Linked DNA regions of Mus musculus: regions 2, 3, 4, 5 and 6 are each linked to region 1. Evidence: chromatin contacts called from public Micro-C and promoter capture Hi-C data. All regions are on one chromosome and are shown on one strand. The core of a region is the stretch at or near the end of the contact, and the rest is flanking DNA. Distances in the headings are between cores, read along the strand shown.

Region 1 (2,531 bases), core at 14-2,513:
AACCCTTACAATGTAGGTTTGTCCATTGCATAGCATGCTTAATTTTTATATTTGGTTGCTAAGTTGCTTTATCACACTTGTAGTAAAGTTTAAAATTTCTACTTATATTACTTTCTCTCCAATGACAGAAATTCCTCTTTGAGAAGCTCTTGCATGAAGAAGGAAGAAACCAGACTTTGAATTTAATTTGATTTCTTATGTTTTCAGATATAGAAAGTGTTCCTTTCTACAAACCATGCTAATTAAATGATTTAAGGTCATAAAGAAAAAGTGAAACTCCCAGAATTAATCTCAGTGAATAAAGTGTAGAAAACTTAATATATTTAGAGAAGAGAAAGAAACACATATAAAAACTTGGGCATAAAGCTGGGTGTAAAGGCCTATGCCTTTCGTTCCAGCACTTGGGAGGCAGATGGCAGTAGCTCTCGTGAGTTCGATACCATCCCATCCTGGTCTACATGGCAAGTTACAGGTCAGCCAGAAGTAAGTAGCAAGTCCCTCATCTCAACAAGCAAGTAAACAAACAAGTTGCCGGTGGGGTGTCGCTTAGTAGGATGACCTTGCATCGGTCAGGATCTAATTTCCATTCTCAACGTGGCAAGAACAAGACAACAAACAAAGATGTGCACGCGAATAAAACCCTCCAAAATTAGACGAACACCTTAGAGTGAAAGTTATTATAAAAAAACAAAAACAAAAACCGAAAAACCATTATTGGTGGGGGTTCTCTTTGGGAAATCGGCTTTAACAAAAAAACAGAGTACAGTTTCTACTTTATCATTTTCTTCGTATTCATTAATTTGTCCTTTAAGTGAAGGAAAGTAGCATTTTTTTCTGGGTGAGAAAAAAGCCACTATAAAATGCTGCAGAAAGATACTTCTCTGTGCCCGACAGGGCCCAGGAGAGTTGGAGAAACAGTTGGGAAAAGACTCCGAGGGCTTTCTAGAGCGAGCTGGGGCGCTTGGGGGTCGCCCGGGTGCACAGGGGCTCCATCCATTTTCTGGCGGCTTTCCGGGTGCAAACAGGCACGGGCTACCGCGTCCCCAGACCTAAGGAGGCAGAGTTTGGATCCTGGGGAGAGTGGCCGGTAGCGGGCTGTGAGAGCACCTGGGGTGGTCGGGGGTCGGCTGGTGGCCAGGAGGAGAAGCGCGTCCCACCTGGGCCCCAGTGCCACCCGCCCAGAGCCCGCCGAGCGGGCGCACAGCCAGGGCAGCCGAGGGGCGGTGCGGAAGGGCGGAGGGCCGAGGGCGGGGGCTTCGGCTGTCGGAGGAGCCGAGCTCTTGCCCGAGGCTCTAGCTGGGTCCGTTCGCAAGTGTCGCGGCAGCTCTGGCCATGAAGACCCTGTGGATGGTGCTGTGCGCTCTGGCGCGGCTGTGGCCCGGGGCCCTGGCTGGCTGTGCAGAGGCCGGCCGCTGCTGTCCTGGCCGGGACCCAGCCTGCTTCGCCCGCGGCTGGAGGCTGGACAGGGTCTATGGAACATGCTTCTGTGACCAAGCCTGCCGTCTCACCGGGGACTGCTGCTTCGACTACGACAGGGCGTGCCCAGGTGGGTGGCTGGGCGCCGGGAGGGACCCCTAGGAAGCCAGGAATCTTCTGGTCACTTCCAGGCCAGTCCAGTATCAGCCTTCGCAATCCCAGTACCCCACCCCCACCCCAACTCCCGCTCCATTCCAGGCTTCCCAGTCGGCTTCATCTAATGTCCCCGAAGCACACCCCCTAACATCTGTGGGGATCACCTCTGGGATGTGTTCTGTGACTCAAGAACTCTAGCTTCATAGAGTCACCTGGGGCCTGGAAGGATGGTGCTGACAGTTGTCAGGGGTGTGTCCCTGGACCAGCCGTCACCACACTCATTCTGTCAACCTCATAAAGTTTGGGGATAGAGAAAACTAACAAGGCCAGGAAGATGAGACTGTCTCACTTTGTATCAAGCTTGCCCTGGGAGGGGCCTCCACTTTCTTAGAGGTCTGAGGTGTTCTGTGGTGGGCTCCAACATGGACCACCGCTGTTTCCTGTGAGGAGGTTTTCTGTGCTCTTGGAACTATCTTTAGGATACTTTCTTTCCTCAAGTCTCTGTAGTGTTTGATCCTTCCCTTTAGAATGAGGTCTTTTCTTATCTAACATTCCCATAGCATCTCACAGTACCCCTTGGTAGGGTTCTGTCAACGCAGGTTTAATTGAACTTAAAGGTAAAGGAAGAAATGAGAAACACAGTCCTGAAAAACAAGCCGTGACCAAGAAGTCAGCTCTGAAAACCAAAGCAGCTTTGCTCCTTGCTAATCAGATCAGTCCCAAAGTTGTCCATATGATAGGGTTTGTCCTCACACAAGTCCTAGGCAACTTCTGAGGAGAGGACCCAAGGGCTGGGCCACACTCCAGGAACGAGAGGCCCAGTAGCAACAAGGCCTCTCTTGCCTCTTTGCTAAGAGCCTGTCAATCCCAGGCAGGTCAGTCACCCAGCCATGATACTGTGGAAGGGCACAGCCAAAAAACCTCCAAGATTTACTGGCGGATGCCCTTTTTGATAAGTT
Region 2 (2,531 bases), core at 24-2,523, 800 kb before region 1:
GCGAGCAGCAGAAAGAGGAAACAGATTGAAACAGCTCTCAAGCCCTGTACTAGGTTTTCTGGTCCCAGGCATTTGTTAATGACAAGTTGTAATGTGGCCATAGCGTTAACTATGATCCAATGGCACCAGAGTTTAGCTCAGCTGAAAAATATCTGCAACTCTAGCACTGGAGAGGTCGAGGCAACGGGGAGCATGAGTTTGAGGCTAGCATAAGCTATATAGTCAGTTCTAGGCAGCCTGTACTACAGAATAAGGCACTGTCTCAAAAAAATAAGCAAATAACTCAAAAGGCAGAGGCATATGTATCAATCTCTATGAGTTCCCGGCCAGCCAATGTTATATAGTGATACTTTGAAAAAAATAATAAAATAAGCTGGGCGTGGCAACGTATGCCTTTAATTCCAGGAGGTAGAGGCAGGCAGATCTCTATGATTTCCAACCCAGCCTGTCCTATATAGTGAATTCCAGGTAGTTACAGCTATATAGAAAGACCCTGTCTCAAAACAGATTTCAATAGAGTAATAATTACTGCATAAATCTAAAAATCACTATTCGAAATCAAATAAAATCATTATTTGTCAAGTGACTCATACAGTGAATTCTAAAATAACTTTCATTTTGCAAATTAAAAAAAAAGTGAGGCTGAGAATGTCTAAGTATTTTGCTCAAGGTCACACAGTTGGGGAGGAAGAAGGATGCTTCCAAGAGCACTCTAGGACCACAGGCTGGAGCTACAACCCCACCAGGAAGCACTGTGGGTTAGCCTCCTCAAGAGGAACCAGTTTGTGTCGGGGCTGGTACTCAGAAGCAAACTAGAACTAAGAAGAACCTGAAACCGAGCTCCGAGTGGAGAGAGCTTAACCACAAGACAGCAACAGAGGTAAAAAGCAATTCAGAGGTCCTGGGGAAACGCGGGGGGGGGGGGGGGGGTTGGGAGAGGGAAAGGATGATCCGCACCCGGAAGTGGTCGGCATTGCTCCACCCCCACCCCACACCGCAGCGGGCTCACTGCTGGAGCAGCGTTCCTGCCAGCCCTCCAGCTTCAGGTTCAGTGGAAACTTTCTCTCGAAATAGTTGGCGCCGCAGCTCTTTGTTGCCGGGCCACTTACCACAATAACTGTAGGAAATAATTGCATCGGAGGAGTTGCAGAACCACTGTTGCTTCTCAGATTCAGTCAATATGGGAGAAAGCAGCGTCGAAAAGAGAATAAATGGCAACATGATTTAATATCTCCGATACTTTAAACTCGCCAGGAAGACCATCGGACTCGACAGTAAGGAGGACAGATTTAACTTAGTCAGCAGTCATGTGATTTGGAAGCTCCCATCCAACTGCTTCCTCTTTTTATTTGCATGTGTGACTGTGCATTTGTTTTCATATCTGAGCACTTCCTGTAAGGCAAGAGAAGAAAAAAATGACTTAGAATATACTGTTTCTTAATACTCAGTGTAAACTAAAGTATCCAGCACTTTAAAACAGCACATTTTCAGGGAGACAATTAGCTGCCTTACAGGAAACCCTTACTTAAAAGGAAGTCCACTAGCCGTAGTACACACACCCAGTACTTGACAGGCGGATCTCTGTGAGTTCCAGGTTAGCCTTCTCCAGATAGTGAGTTCCAGGACAGCCAGAGCTATAAGGTGAGATCCTGTCTCAAGAAAGAAAGTCCACCGGTATACTACTTTTCTGTGTGCTGGCCACTCCCTCCCACACACTCCTCCTCATACAACGGTTTCTCCTGACCTAGAAAGCTGCATCTAGCTATCTAAGCTGATTTCTCTCCCCTACCCCCTCTCAATTTCTACTCAAGTACAAACAGGTTCAGCCACAAAACAGACAGGCAAGATGACCCCTACACGGGGTCAGTAGCAATTCCCAGCTGGGACCTCACCAGTTTTGAGAATGCACTCAAAAGGAAGGTTGAACTTGAGGCAATAGTGTTGAGTTGGGGGTGGGGTTGGTGCTGGACTCTAGAGCTCTTCCACAGAGTAGCATCTTGAGGTAAAAGTGTGAGTTCCAGTAATTAAAAAAAAAAAAAAAAAAAGAAAGAAAAAGCTGTTTTGTTCTGGCGTGTATTTCATTCAAAGACTACTTTAGAAAAGTGTGCTTCCTTCAGCTGCACGGCTTTTACAGACTCTTACTTTAGGGTTAGCAGCCAAGAAGGCTTACAGCTGTGGCCTACAATCCGGTTCTAGTGGTGACACTCAACTGCTCACTAAGAACTGTTAAGGTAGCAAGGCAATTGTATTTAAAGCAAAACAATAGAAAGATCAGAGCATACTGTGAGAGCAATGGGTCACCTGAGGATACTCCCGGCCACTGGGTGACTGTGAGGGGCCTCTTTTCATCAAGCCTAAAGGAAGGAGGCACTTGAATCAAGGGGCATAGTTTTGATGGTTCTTTATTTTGATCAATAGATTATGTCATTTAATATTTTTCCTACTATATATGCCCATTTCCATAATGGACCCAAATAATAATTATATAATGTATAATTATATACACACCCAAATATGCATTAGCATAATAT
Region 3 (2,531 bases), core at 12-2,511, 760 kb before region 1:
CTACTTTGAATTATGGATACAACCAAAACACTTTCATTATTTCTCCAAAGCCTTTGAAAATTAATTCAAGGCCGCAGCTATATTTTTGCTTTCAATTCCATAAAAGCATACATAGCTGCCAAATCAAATAAAGCAAAAACACAAACACAAACAAACAGACAAACACTTTCAGAGCAACCCATGGTAGGCAACACCTGTCGTTTCAACACTTTGAGGCTGAAACAGAATTATAAATTGGAGTTGGAGGGCAGCCAAGGATTACATAGGGAAATTACTGTGCCTGATGGCTAAGGAAGGAGATAGAATTGTCCCCAAATACATAGCTAGTCTGGGACTCGTAGTTCCAGGGTAACACTGAAATACCCTGTCTCAAAAATTCAAAAACAAAACCCTTTGAGAAGTTTCAGAAATTCCAAATAGCACATACATACTATACTTCCTTTTGTGGGATACTATTACACAGCTGCGACTGATTAACTGAGTATCTTGAATCTAGGTTTTCAAGCCCACTCCATGAAAACAGCAGAGAGGAAACTTAACTGAGCTGCTTTTCAGCTTTCTAGGAAAGGTGCCTAGGTAACCACGGAAAAGCCAATGAAAAGGTTTGGTTGAGGGGGGCGTGGAACTGGGGAGGTGAGGAGCAGAAATAATGGGCCCTGATTTAAGTAATGGTGATAGGCAGCGAGAACTGGACGGGTGGGCGTGGCATATTTCAGTAAACACTGACCTATATCGGGAAGAGAGGAAATGAGGCAAACACATTGGGAGCTTGTTAAGATGCCCGTTGATGTGTATTACTTTAAACAAAGAGGTTGAGACAAGCTTTAAAGACATCAAAAATTTCAGCGCTACACAGAAAACCACAAGTCCCAAGATGCAGTGTCACTTCGGACCAAACACTAGCCGAAACCTTGTAAGAAACTACATATCCCAGAATGCACTGCTGCCTCGCCGGCTCAGCTTTTCTCGGCAGAAATTGGATCCGGATGGCGCTGCATTCTGGGAACCAAGAAGTCCTAGCATCTCATTGGTTGGGATTTGGTAGCGATGTCTCTTAAATGGGCCTGTTTTACTGCCCACAACGCACTTCCTCCAGACGCAAGTTACCGGCAGATCGCGTCTCGGCCTTGCCAGGTACCAGTCTCCCGCGCGTTACAGAAAGCGGCTGTGACGCGACGGAAGTAATTCCTTTCTGTGCCCCGGAACCCACAGGGGTAGGCCGCTGGGGGTGGGAGGGGGGCGGCCCTGAATAGGGGCTGTGGCGGTACGTGGGGTTACGGCTGCGGTAGCTGCGGGACTGGCTAGTGAGTGTCGGGCTATGGTGGGAATCGGGATCTGATTTCGCTAGGAGAGTTAGTGCGGCTGGGACTGGATGCTTTAGTTATCCCTCTGCTCACCCCTTCCCGTCTGGGCGGGGAAGGAACGGAAGCTCTGAGTCTCTCCGGCCTCCCCAGCTCCTGGCTTGGGGGAGGGGAGAGGAGTTTGGCGGGACCTTAACTAGCTCAGCTCGGTGGGTCTGGAAAGGGGAGAGGACAGGAGGTGCGGGCTGGCTGGGCCTCCTCCAGGCTGAGCGCGGGGAGGGTGGAGTTAAGAGCATGGCAGCCGGATCGCTTTTCCGTTTTGCCTACCTCATGTGCGCTTGTATTTGTTTTACTGTTAAAATCAGTCGCTAGACCCAGGAGAGAGCCCTCGCCGCTTTAAGCTATAGGACCCTGAAAGAAAGTTTACCTTCTGGACAACTTGGGTAATTTCTGCCTGGCTGGGTACATTGGCTCATTTGTGCATCTATCTACCTCTCATTTTTGCCTGAAAGGAGTTATCTAGTGCCAGGTACAGTGCCCATTTATTTAGTTTCCCTTAAGGAACTCTTCAGTTTTGTGAGCATGAAAGTTTTGTCATTTAGTGCAAGCATGCCTACTCTGCACTTTCTAGTGTAGAAAGCAATTGAAATAGTTTTACAACTTGGTCCATACTACCAGATCTGCTTCTTAGTCCCAAATTGAATTTTATTTTCTGTTAAGTGGTCTAAGATGGTAAATACTTGATCTCGTTTATATTATGTGTTATTAAGCCGTCGAAGTTCACAAGTGGATTTAATCTTCAGTGATGAGTAAACTGTTGTGGTTTTATATCATGGATGTTTGTTAATTTATAGTAATTTGGGGTTTCTATATTTCTATTTATCAATTTTTTGAGTACTCTTGGATGACATGGAAGTTGTACTCAGTAACTCGTCTGGTCTAAATGTGTGGCCCACCAGGCCTATCTCCCAGTTGTTAGTTTTAAAGGTGTAGCCGCCATGCTGGCTCTTATCTTTTCAACTTGCTTGGATTAACCTTGGACCTCAACTACACTGAGTCCGCACTCTTGTGTGCCACTACTCCATATCTTCATCCCCCTATTTAATTTATAAATGGCTTCTCATCCTTCATATGATATTTCTCTAATTACCAGACTGGGTCGGTAATTTGATGTAGCATGTTTGCCTAATGTCCAGAGACCCTGGGCTGGTTCTCCAGCATCACACACAC
Region 4 (2,531 bases), core at 13-2,512, 730 kb before region 1:
AAAGTTCCTCCATGGTGAAGAGAAACCGTCTTGAATATTACACCACAGAAAAACTGGCAGATTTAGACATCTTTTCCTCTCTTGAACACATTTCCTTACGGATGTTCTCAGAGGAACATCGTGCTCTAGCTTAAGTGTGAGAGTGATAACCTACATCACCATTATATTTATATTTTAGAGAAATGTCTAAAAATGAAGCCAAGTCAATAAAAATAAAGATTTAAACTTTCATCCGGGTAAAGTAAAAGCCTTCTACTCAACATGCCATCCTCTCTGATTCCTTTAGAGACAGGACATGAGGTGCAAGCTTTTGGCTTCCATTTTTCGTTTGGTATTTAAGTAAACGACATCTTTGGTTCCGGAGGAGCTTTAAAAATGTGACTTCTGATAAATGCTGGCAGAACTGGTGCATTCCTAGAATAAATTCTGTATGCTCAGCGATTTCTACTCAAGCTCACTCATAGGTCGTCTGATCATGCAACTGCCCACCACAGAATAGGGTGAAGAGAAATCTAGGCATGGCAGAAGGTTTAAGTATTAAGTATTAAGTATTAAATTACGTAAACTATATTCATTATATTGAGATTTCACGGCTAGAGTCAAATTGTTAATCAAAAGTAAGACTGATGTAACAACGACTCTTATGGTATACCTGGACTTTACAATTTAGAGGGTTAGGGAACTAGAAAATTGCACACAAAAGGGAACTCCATTATTCACCCTCCTTCCCTTTCCAGCACGTTTCAAATCCAATTGTTCTTGCTTTTAAGATCACTGCTCTCAGTTTTCATTCTGTCCTATAGGGAAACCTGTGACTCTCTGCCCCTCAAAGTAGAAGCTTCCTAGGTCTGCAAATACCAGAAAGCATCTCCAGGCGAAGTTGTATCTGCCTCAGGAGCGAAAACACGGTAGGTGTAAAAAAGACATATGAAGGGGGTGGGCTGTAAATCTTACACTTGTAGCTGGAAAAACAAAATGAGATCCCCTCCCTGCCAAATGCCCGGACAGCATTGTGACCTCGGCATAACGCTTCAGTCCGACCTGGAGCAGCGCCTCCGCCAGCACTGAGGGTGGGCCCGCGTATAAATTGGCTGGGATGCAAGGTACCTAGGGAGCCCGGCCTGGCCCCGCCCCGCCCCGCCCCGGGCACCCGCGCGCTAGCCAATCGGACACGCGGGCCCCTTCCCATCGGCGACTCCACCCCCGTGCCCGGGATGTTGGGCCCCCGCGGCGTGACGCGAGCACGGCGGCTCCGCCCCCTGCGTCTCGGGCCTCGCTGGCCTTGGGGGGATGGTTTCATCATGGCGTCAATGCAGGTGAGCGGAGCTGCTGCAGCGGGGAGGGCGAGGGGGCCATCGAGACGAGGTGAGCGTCTGCGCGGGGTCGGCGTCCGAGACCTCTGGGCCTGGCTCCGGGCGACCTTCCCTGACCTCGGGGCGTCGGGGGATCGCCTGGCGGCGAGCCGAGCGGGGGTGTCGGCCGGTGGCCGCGGACAGTAGCGGCCGCGAAGTTGTGGCATAAAGGCGGCTTAGGGGGAAGAAAGGGCGAAGTTCGTCGTGCGCTTCGCGGTGGGGGCTCCGCTCCGCGCCCCTACGCGAGGATGCCTGCCGCTCGGCTCCCTGGCCACCGCCGGGATGCTTTTCCCCTCGCGCTCCCCAGCGGGGTGGAAACAGCTGTGCCCGCCGCCGTCACCCGCGGTCGGGGCGGCCGGAGACCGGCAGAGCCCCTCGCCGAGGACGGCCGCCTGCCCACGGCGCTCCGCGGCCTCTGCCCGGCCTCCCACGCGCAGCCTCGGATCGCCGGACTCATGCTCGTTCTTCTCTGATCTTCATCCGGTGCCCGGTGGGTGCCTCCTTCTATCAGCCCGCACTCTGGGCATTCCCTGGCAGCCCACGTCTCTTCTTCGAAGCCGCCCTTCGTCCCTGTCCCCAGCGTCCTGTGCTACCACAACGTGCGAGCTCGTGGGCCTGCTCCTCGGCCTCGATAGAAACTCGCCCTCTTAAATTTTTTTTTCTTGCGATGCCCCACCCTTGCGGGATTGGTAAGGCCGTGGCTCCTTTGCCTTTCTTTCCCAGACCTTTAAAACCTTAGTTTGGTAGGAGACGCCTGTTAACCTGTGCTCTGTCAGACTTGAAGGTGTTTTTTGTAGCTTCCAACTTAATGTATTCCCCCCCCCCCTTGCAAATCCAATAAAAGAAAAAATTTTCAGGCAAAGATGGCAACCACAATTGTAGTTTCTAGAGATTGCATTATCTATAGCCGGCATTTAATTTGCAGATAGGGCTAGCGGTGTTAAAGCACATAGGAAGAGAGAGTAGAACTCTTGTAGCGTGTCAGCGGAACGCTTTTTGGAGTTTTAACATCATCCTCGAGTAACATCCGCATTTTCCTTAGAATTTTTGGTTTTTGTTTCTAGAAGAATAAGCAAGATCTCGTTGTTGGCGCTTCTCTGCTAGCAATGGTTTGCATTCTTACGCATTTCCCTCCTTCCCCTGTATCTTCCTTCAATCAGCTTTCCTTATGGTATTCTT
Region 5 (2,531 bases), core at 20-2,519, 630 kb before region 1:
TTGGTTTTAAAATATGACTGAAATCACAGGGCTCACAGACATATCCCAGGCAGACAAGCCATACCAAGGAAACCCCAGGAAGAATAATGCCAGTCAGAATACACTAATAGTTCTATTTCTAGACTTCTTTTTCATATGATTTTTGGTGCCACTTATTTAAAATCCATTGGTCTTAACTAGGCTGACGTTATCTGGCCATACCTAACCCATATCTAAACCAGGACAAAAGAACAAGTAATTTGAGTTTTTTAGCACTCTTCAAAAACCAAGGATCTAGGACAGTGTTTTAAGACGATCCTCATTTTTGGCTCTAAAGATTTTTTTTTTTTTGGTACGGGCACACAACTTTAATATATTTATTATTCATTTTTTCCTGATGAATGATGTGGGCCGTGGAGCAGGTGATGGGGGCTCGCTTGCGCTGCTTGCTACCCTCCTCCCCTTTCTTCCTCCTCCAGTCTAGAAAGGTGCAGGATCCGCCGAATCCTACGTCGCACCGCAGTGGAACGGACGCGGGATGGTCGCGCGTCCCCAGCTAGGCAGAGGCGGGCAGTCAGCGAGCCGGGAAAGGTAGGAGCAGAGCGTCGGGGACAGGCTGCTAGAGAGCCCAGGGGCAGCGGGTGCGGGAGAGGCTGAGCCGCCGGTGCTGGAGCACCTTCGCAGTTGCGGGCCGGGCGCCCTCAGCGTGCTCCTGCAGCAGCTCCCGGGACGGGCCCCGGCGCGGCCCGAGACCCCAGGCCTAAGCCCCGCAGCGCCCCGGGATGCGGGGGTCCCAGAAGCCGCCAGGGGGCGGGAACGGCGCGGCGAACAATGGCCGCTCGACCGCGAAGGGAGGCGGGGAGAGGTGGAGAGAGAGAGAGAGAGAGAGAGAGAGAGAGAGAGAGAGAGAGAGAGAGAGAGAGAGAGAGAGAGAGAGAGAGAGAGAGAGAGAGAGAGAGAGAGAGAGAGAGAGAGAGACAGAGAGACAGAGAGAGACACAGAGACACAGAGACACAGAGACACAGAGAGAGAGACAGAGACACAGAGAGAGAGACAGACAGACAGAGAGACACAGAGAGAGGAGAGAGAGAGACAGAGAAAGAGAGGGGGGAGAGACACAGAGAGAGAGAGACAGACAGAGAGAGGAGAGAGACAGAGAAAGAAAGGGGAGAGAGACAGAGAGACAGAGCGAGCTGGAGAGAGAGAGCGCGAGAGAGAGCTGGCGCGGGGGCGCGCGGCGTGGCGCGGGCGCGGCGGCGCAGGCGGGGGCGCGCGGCGCGGGCCCGGGAGGGCGCGGCGGGAGCGCAGGGCGGCAGGCGGAGGCGGGGGGCGGGAGCCGAGGAGGGAGCAGGCGGCGTCGGCGGAGCTCTGGAGCGCTCGCCCATGTGGAGCCGTCTGCCGGGCGTCCGTGGCCCGCAGGTAAATCCTGGTGCGAGCGGCGCCGCCAGGCCTGACTTCCGCCGGCGGGTTCCGAGGCAGAGCGCCGGGAGCCAGCAGGGCCGTCTCTCGCGGCCTCGCTCCCGCGCCGCCCTCGGCCGCCCTGGGGGAGGGGAGGGGGGGCGTGTGCCGCGGCGAGCCGTACAGGTGTCCGCAGGGGCAGGGCGGGGCGGGGGCGCCGGGCGCGACGGCGGGGGGCGCGGAGGTCACCCGGGCCTTGCAGGGGCGTGGGGGCGGCGGGGCCGGGGCGATGGCGGTGGCTATTTCTGTATAATGGGCAAGTGGCGAAGACGTAACTCGCCGAAATGGGGAAGGGAGGTGGGGCAGAGGGGACAAAATATAGCCCTATGACAGGCAAGTTCCGCCGAGCCTCCTGCGAACTAGGACCGTGACGGCTCGGCTTAAAGGAGTAGTTGGAGGTAGTGACCTTGCCCGGGCGTGGGGAGTTGGGTGAAACACAAAGCTTGGCCGCAGAATCTACCGTGAGGACCGGGTCTCTGTAGGGTGGGGGACCGGGCAGAGTGACGGGCCAGTTTCGCAGAGGCAGTCAAGGCGATTGAACTAGGAGACCTGGGTAGGGGGTGGGAATGGGAGTCTGGTTGGGCGCGTGCGCTGAGGGGTGGGGGTGGGGGCCAAGTCTGGAAGTCCTTGCAATTATTTAGGTACAACATTTTGCAGTATGAGCAGATTTCATTATTATCTCCTATTTCCCCCCCCCCCCGCCACAAAAAAGCTTAGAAGTACTTGAGTGGAGATGGACCATCCAATAGGTATGAATGCACTAAGCAATTTAAAAGGGACCAAATCTCACAGAAATCGTACAGATGATCCTTAAATGTATTACAGTAACCAAAAATCTGTTATCCAGTGTTAGGGAACTTTCTTAATACAAATAGAACTTGGATTCTGATGTATTCTTGTGTTTTCTGAGGGCTAACACTTGAAATAGAGAAGGTGTTGGGCAGGCAAAAAGATAGTAACACTGTCAAATGTTCAGTAGAATGTTTCTTCCCCATCCTTTCTAAGTCGATTCAACTTACTGTCATGAATAGAACTATAGAGGAAAGGCACAAGTCAAGAAAAAAGAAAAAACTAAGACCTGACTATTTTTTTTT
Region 6 (2,531 bases), core at 9-2,508, 610 kb after region 1:
CATAAACGTCGCATAAATGGCATGTTTATGCACATTGCACATTGGTTCTTTTTATGAATGGATGAAAACAAATGCTCCTTATCTGAGGTAATAGATGGCAAGGTACTATCATGAAAAGGTTCATTAAGTCTTGGCAACAAAAGATGAGGCAGATGGTGGTGTCTTTCAGTGCCACTCAGGGCAACTGTATCCCCAGGTCTCCTTGACATATTGTATTGGAAAAAGCCTTGGAGTGCTTTCCTTAAAGACCTGTTCTAGCTCCTTCCGAGGAACCAAGACTGCTCACCACTGAGGAATAAAATGCATGTATGTCTCTGTATTCTGGGGACTGTGCATACACAACAGATATCATACTCCCTAAGTCTAGTCCGACAAGTGTGTGCATGCAAGTGTGGCATTTACCATCAAGCGATCAGGAAGAGAAGGCAACCGGGGTTCCTTTCTTACATACAACAGTTTCATCTTTTTGATCAAGTTAGGCTTTTAAGGGGCTTATACTTGTGTGTCTCCCCCACCAGGAAGAAGCATTTCGTTAATAATCTGTCAGGGCTAACAACCCAGCCAGCTTTGTTTGTAAGTCCACTGGGCGCCATATGGCAGTTTCCAGTTCCTTTAGCAACTCAAGTCTCACTAGACTGCCACAGTGAAGCATCTCTAAAGAAGAGCTCTTGGGGAGCTGCAATGCCCAGGTCACTTACCTAGCTCCCACGGACCCAGCTCTGCTCAGCCAGCAGCTCTGGCTCCTGTGCCACAGGGGGCTGTGGGATTCCCTGCTCCCTCAGAGGACTCCTCTCTTGCAAAGGTCCCTTTTGCCAATGATGTGTCGTTGGAAATCCCCCTCCCCTCCACAGAGAGGAGGGTCTGCCCGGCTGGCTGGAGCTCCAGGCAGCTTTCCTTCCTTCTTTACATATCTCACTCCGGTTCGCAGTCTCTAGTAAAAGGGCTCACAGAAGCCGCATTGGTAAGAAGCGAAGGCATCCTTTAAAAAGAACAATAATCTTCCTCGATCGTCACCCGCCTTTCCCCGCGTGGAGCCCCCATCCCCCTGTCGCCGCCGCCGCCGCCCAGACCAGAGAGGGCTGGAGTGAAGGGGGAAAAAAAATCAAGAGGTTCTCTGCGCGCCGCACCAGCCCTGGACTTGGCGCTGGATCCCGCTGCCGGAGGAGCGGCTGTGGCCAGCGGGGGCGGCGGGTGCTCAGGGGCACTCGGTGGAGCTCGGTGGGTGTGTGTCTGTGCAGCAGCGACGCTGGCTCCGCGCGAAAAACCAGGCGGGGCGCTCCGGGCGCGGGTCCCCCGCCCCGTAGCTCTCCGGCCAGGCGCGCACACACGCCCGCGGCCACCCAGCCTCGCGCTCCGCCTTCCGCGCTCCGCGCACCCGCGGGCAGAGCGGCCGCCAGCGCCTCTCTCTGTTTCTCCTCCTCCAGCGACTCCCAGGCAATCGCAGCTCCCGGGGGTGGGTGGCGGGGATGCACCGCTGGCCCGGCACCTCCTGGGAAACGCCAGGCTCGGCCTCCCGGCGCCTGAGCTCGGCAGGAGACAGCGCCCCCGGTGCCCAGGGTGCGGCCCGGGCGCGGACGGTCGGGCGCCGCCCACACCTCGCCCGATCCTCCCTAGGCTCCTGCGGCCGCCTGGGTCCGGGCTCCACACCCACCTGTCTCTCTTGGTGGCTTGCACACGGACACACTAGGCAAGGGGTCCACAGCCCGGCGGCCACCCCACACACGCGGCCGGGGAAGCCCTGGTAAGCCCGTCGAGATGCTCCCGCAGCTTCATGGATTTCCTGGCCTTTCTCTTCCATCTGCTGTGCTCTCCTGCTGCCAGACCCCTAAGCGACCAGAACCAGTGCTCCTTGTTCCACCATGGGGAACTGGGACAAGGACATATGGCTCCTGAGGATGGGCCACGGAGTATTTTCCCACAAAAGAAGTTTCTCGGATAAAAAGGAGCCCAGGTGGAATCTGACTTCACTTCTGTATCCTCCAGCTCTATTCAGGACCATATCCAGGAGTCACTGGCCTTTCTGTGTCTGAGGCTAAAGCTGGGTAGGACTCTTTAGACACTCTGATTCTTGTTTCCCACAGGGGTGCTATGACCCCCCCAGAGTCCACCAGAGACCTGGGAGGTGAGAGATTCCCAGGACTCAAAGATGAAATGCCCCCCAGTAGAGAGAAGGAACTTATAGAGTCCACCTCCAGCAGGAAGACAGGACTTCAAATGAGGGGGGTGCCATCCCACAGTCATATCTCTGACCCATAATTGTTCCTGTCTGAAAGAATTACAGGAATGGAAATGGAGAAGAGCCTGAGGAAAATAAGGTCCAGTGACAGGCCCAAAGTGGGATCCAGCTCAAGGGGAGGTCCCAAGGCCTGACACTATTACTGAGGCTATGGAGTGCTCACACAAAGGGATCTATCTATCATGACTGCCCTCCGAAAGACCAAACAAGCAGCTGAAAGAATCAGGTGCAGATATTTGCACCCAACCAATGTACAGAAGCAGCTGACCCCTGTTGTTGAATTAGGGAAGAGTGA

Evidence for each region. Promoter capture Hi-C pulls out the DNA fragments that hold promoters and counts their contacts. A called contact is a pair of places that touch in the nucleus more often than the background predicts.
Region 2: a contact with region 1 is called in a promoter capture Hi-C map of liver, with 2.8 times the contacts expected there. The contact joins the promoter of Ly96 here to the promoter of Sbspon in region 1. A contact is called at or near these places in 4 of 39 promoter capture datasets (hematopoietic stem and progenitor cells, liver and pre-B cells).
Region 3: a promoter capture Hi-C map of neural stem cells shows a contact between it and region 1. The contact joins the promoter of Eloc here to the promoter of Sbspon in region 1. A contact is called at or near these places in 6 of 39 promoter capture datasets (the 3T3-L1 cell line, cranial neural crest, hippocampal neurons and 2 more) and 1 of 115 datasets of contacts at active chromatin or transcription factors (astrocytes).
Region 4: a promoter capture Hi-C map of second pharyngeal arch cranial neural crest shows a contact between it and region 1. The contact joins the promoter of Ube2w here to the promoter of Sbspon in region 1. A contact is called at or near these places in 6 of 39 promoter capture datasets (the 3T3-L1 cell line, hippocampal neurons, liver and 2 more) and 1 of 115 datasets of contacts at active chromatin or transcription factors (large pre-B cells).
Region 5: a contact with region 1 is called in a Micro-C map of muscle stem cells, with 8 times the contacts expected there. The contact joins the promoter of Stau2 here to the promoter of Sbspon in region 1. A contact is called at or near these places in 2 of 39 promoter capture datasets (cranial neural crest and liver) and 1 of 484 Hi-C or Micro-C datasets (muscle stem cells).
Region 6: a contact with region 1 is called in a Micro-C map of embryonic stem cells, with 3 times the contacts expected there. The contact joins the promoter of Kcnb2 here to the promoter of Sbspon in region 1. A contact is called at or near these places in 3 of 39 promoter capture datasets (embryonic stem cells, liver and stem cell-derived epiblast-like cells), 2 of 484 Hi-C or Micro-C datasets (both in embryonic stem cells), 2 of 115 datasets of contacts at active chromatin or transcription factors (embryonic stem cells and stem cell-derived neural progenitor cells) and 1 of 9 other capture datasets (embryonic stem cells).

What each region holds. Positions count from the first base shown.
Region 1 is chr1:15,891,454-15,893,984 of GRCm38.p6, reverse strand. Sbspon (somatomedin B and thrombospondin, type 1 domain containing) reads left to right here and starts at 1,263. Exons shown (of 5, transcript NM_001033288.3): 1 at 1,263-1,546. The coding sequence starts at 1,333.
Region 2 is chr1:16,687,198-16,689,728 of GRCm38.p6, reverse strand. It overlaps Ly96 (lymphocyte antigen 96), which reads right to left and starts at 1,273. Exons shown (of 5, transcript NM_016923.2): 1 at 1,110-1,273. The coding sequence starts at 1,221.
Region 3 is chr1:16,655,595-16,658,125 of GRCm38.p6, reverse strand. Eloc (elongin C) reads left to right here and starts at 1,261. Exons shown (of 4, transcript NM_026456.4): 1 at 1,261-1,304. It overlaps D030040B21Rik (RIKEN cDNA D030040B21 gene), which reads right to left and starts at 574. Exons shown (of 4, transcript NR_037998.1): 1 at 1-574.
Region 4 is chr1:16,618,022-16,620,552 of GRCm38.p6, reverse strand. It overlaps Ube2w (ubiquitin-conjugating enzyme E2W (putative)), which reads left to right and starts at 1,262. Exons shown (of 6, transcript NM_025773.4): 1 at 1,262-1,316. The coding sequence starts at 1,302.
Region 5 is chr1:16,518,040-16,520,570 of GRCm38.p6, reverse strand. It overlaps Stau2 (staufen double-stranded RNA binding protein 2), which reads left to right and starts at 1,269. Exons shown (of 14, transcript NM_025303.3): 1 at 1,269-1,398.
Region 6 is chr1:15,285,652-15,288,182 of GRCm38.p6, reverse strand. Kcnb2 (potassium voltage gated channel, Shab-related subfamily, member 2) reads right to left here and starts at 1,258. Exons shown (of 3, transcript NM_001098528.3): 1 at 699-1,258.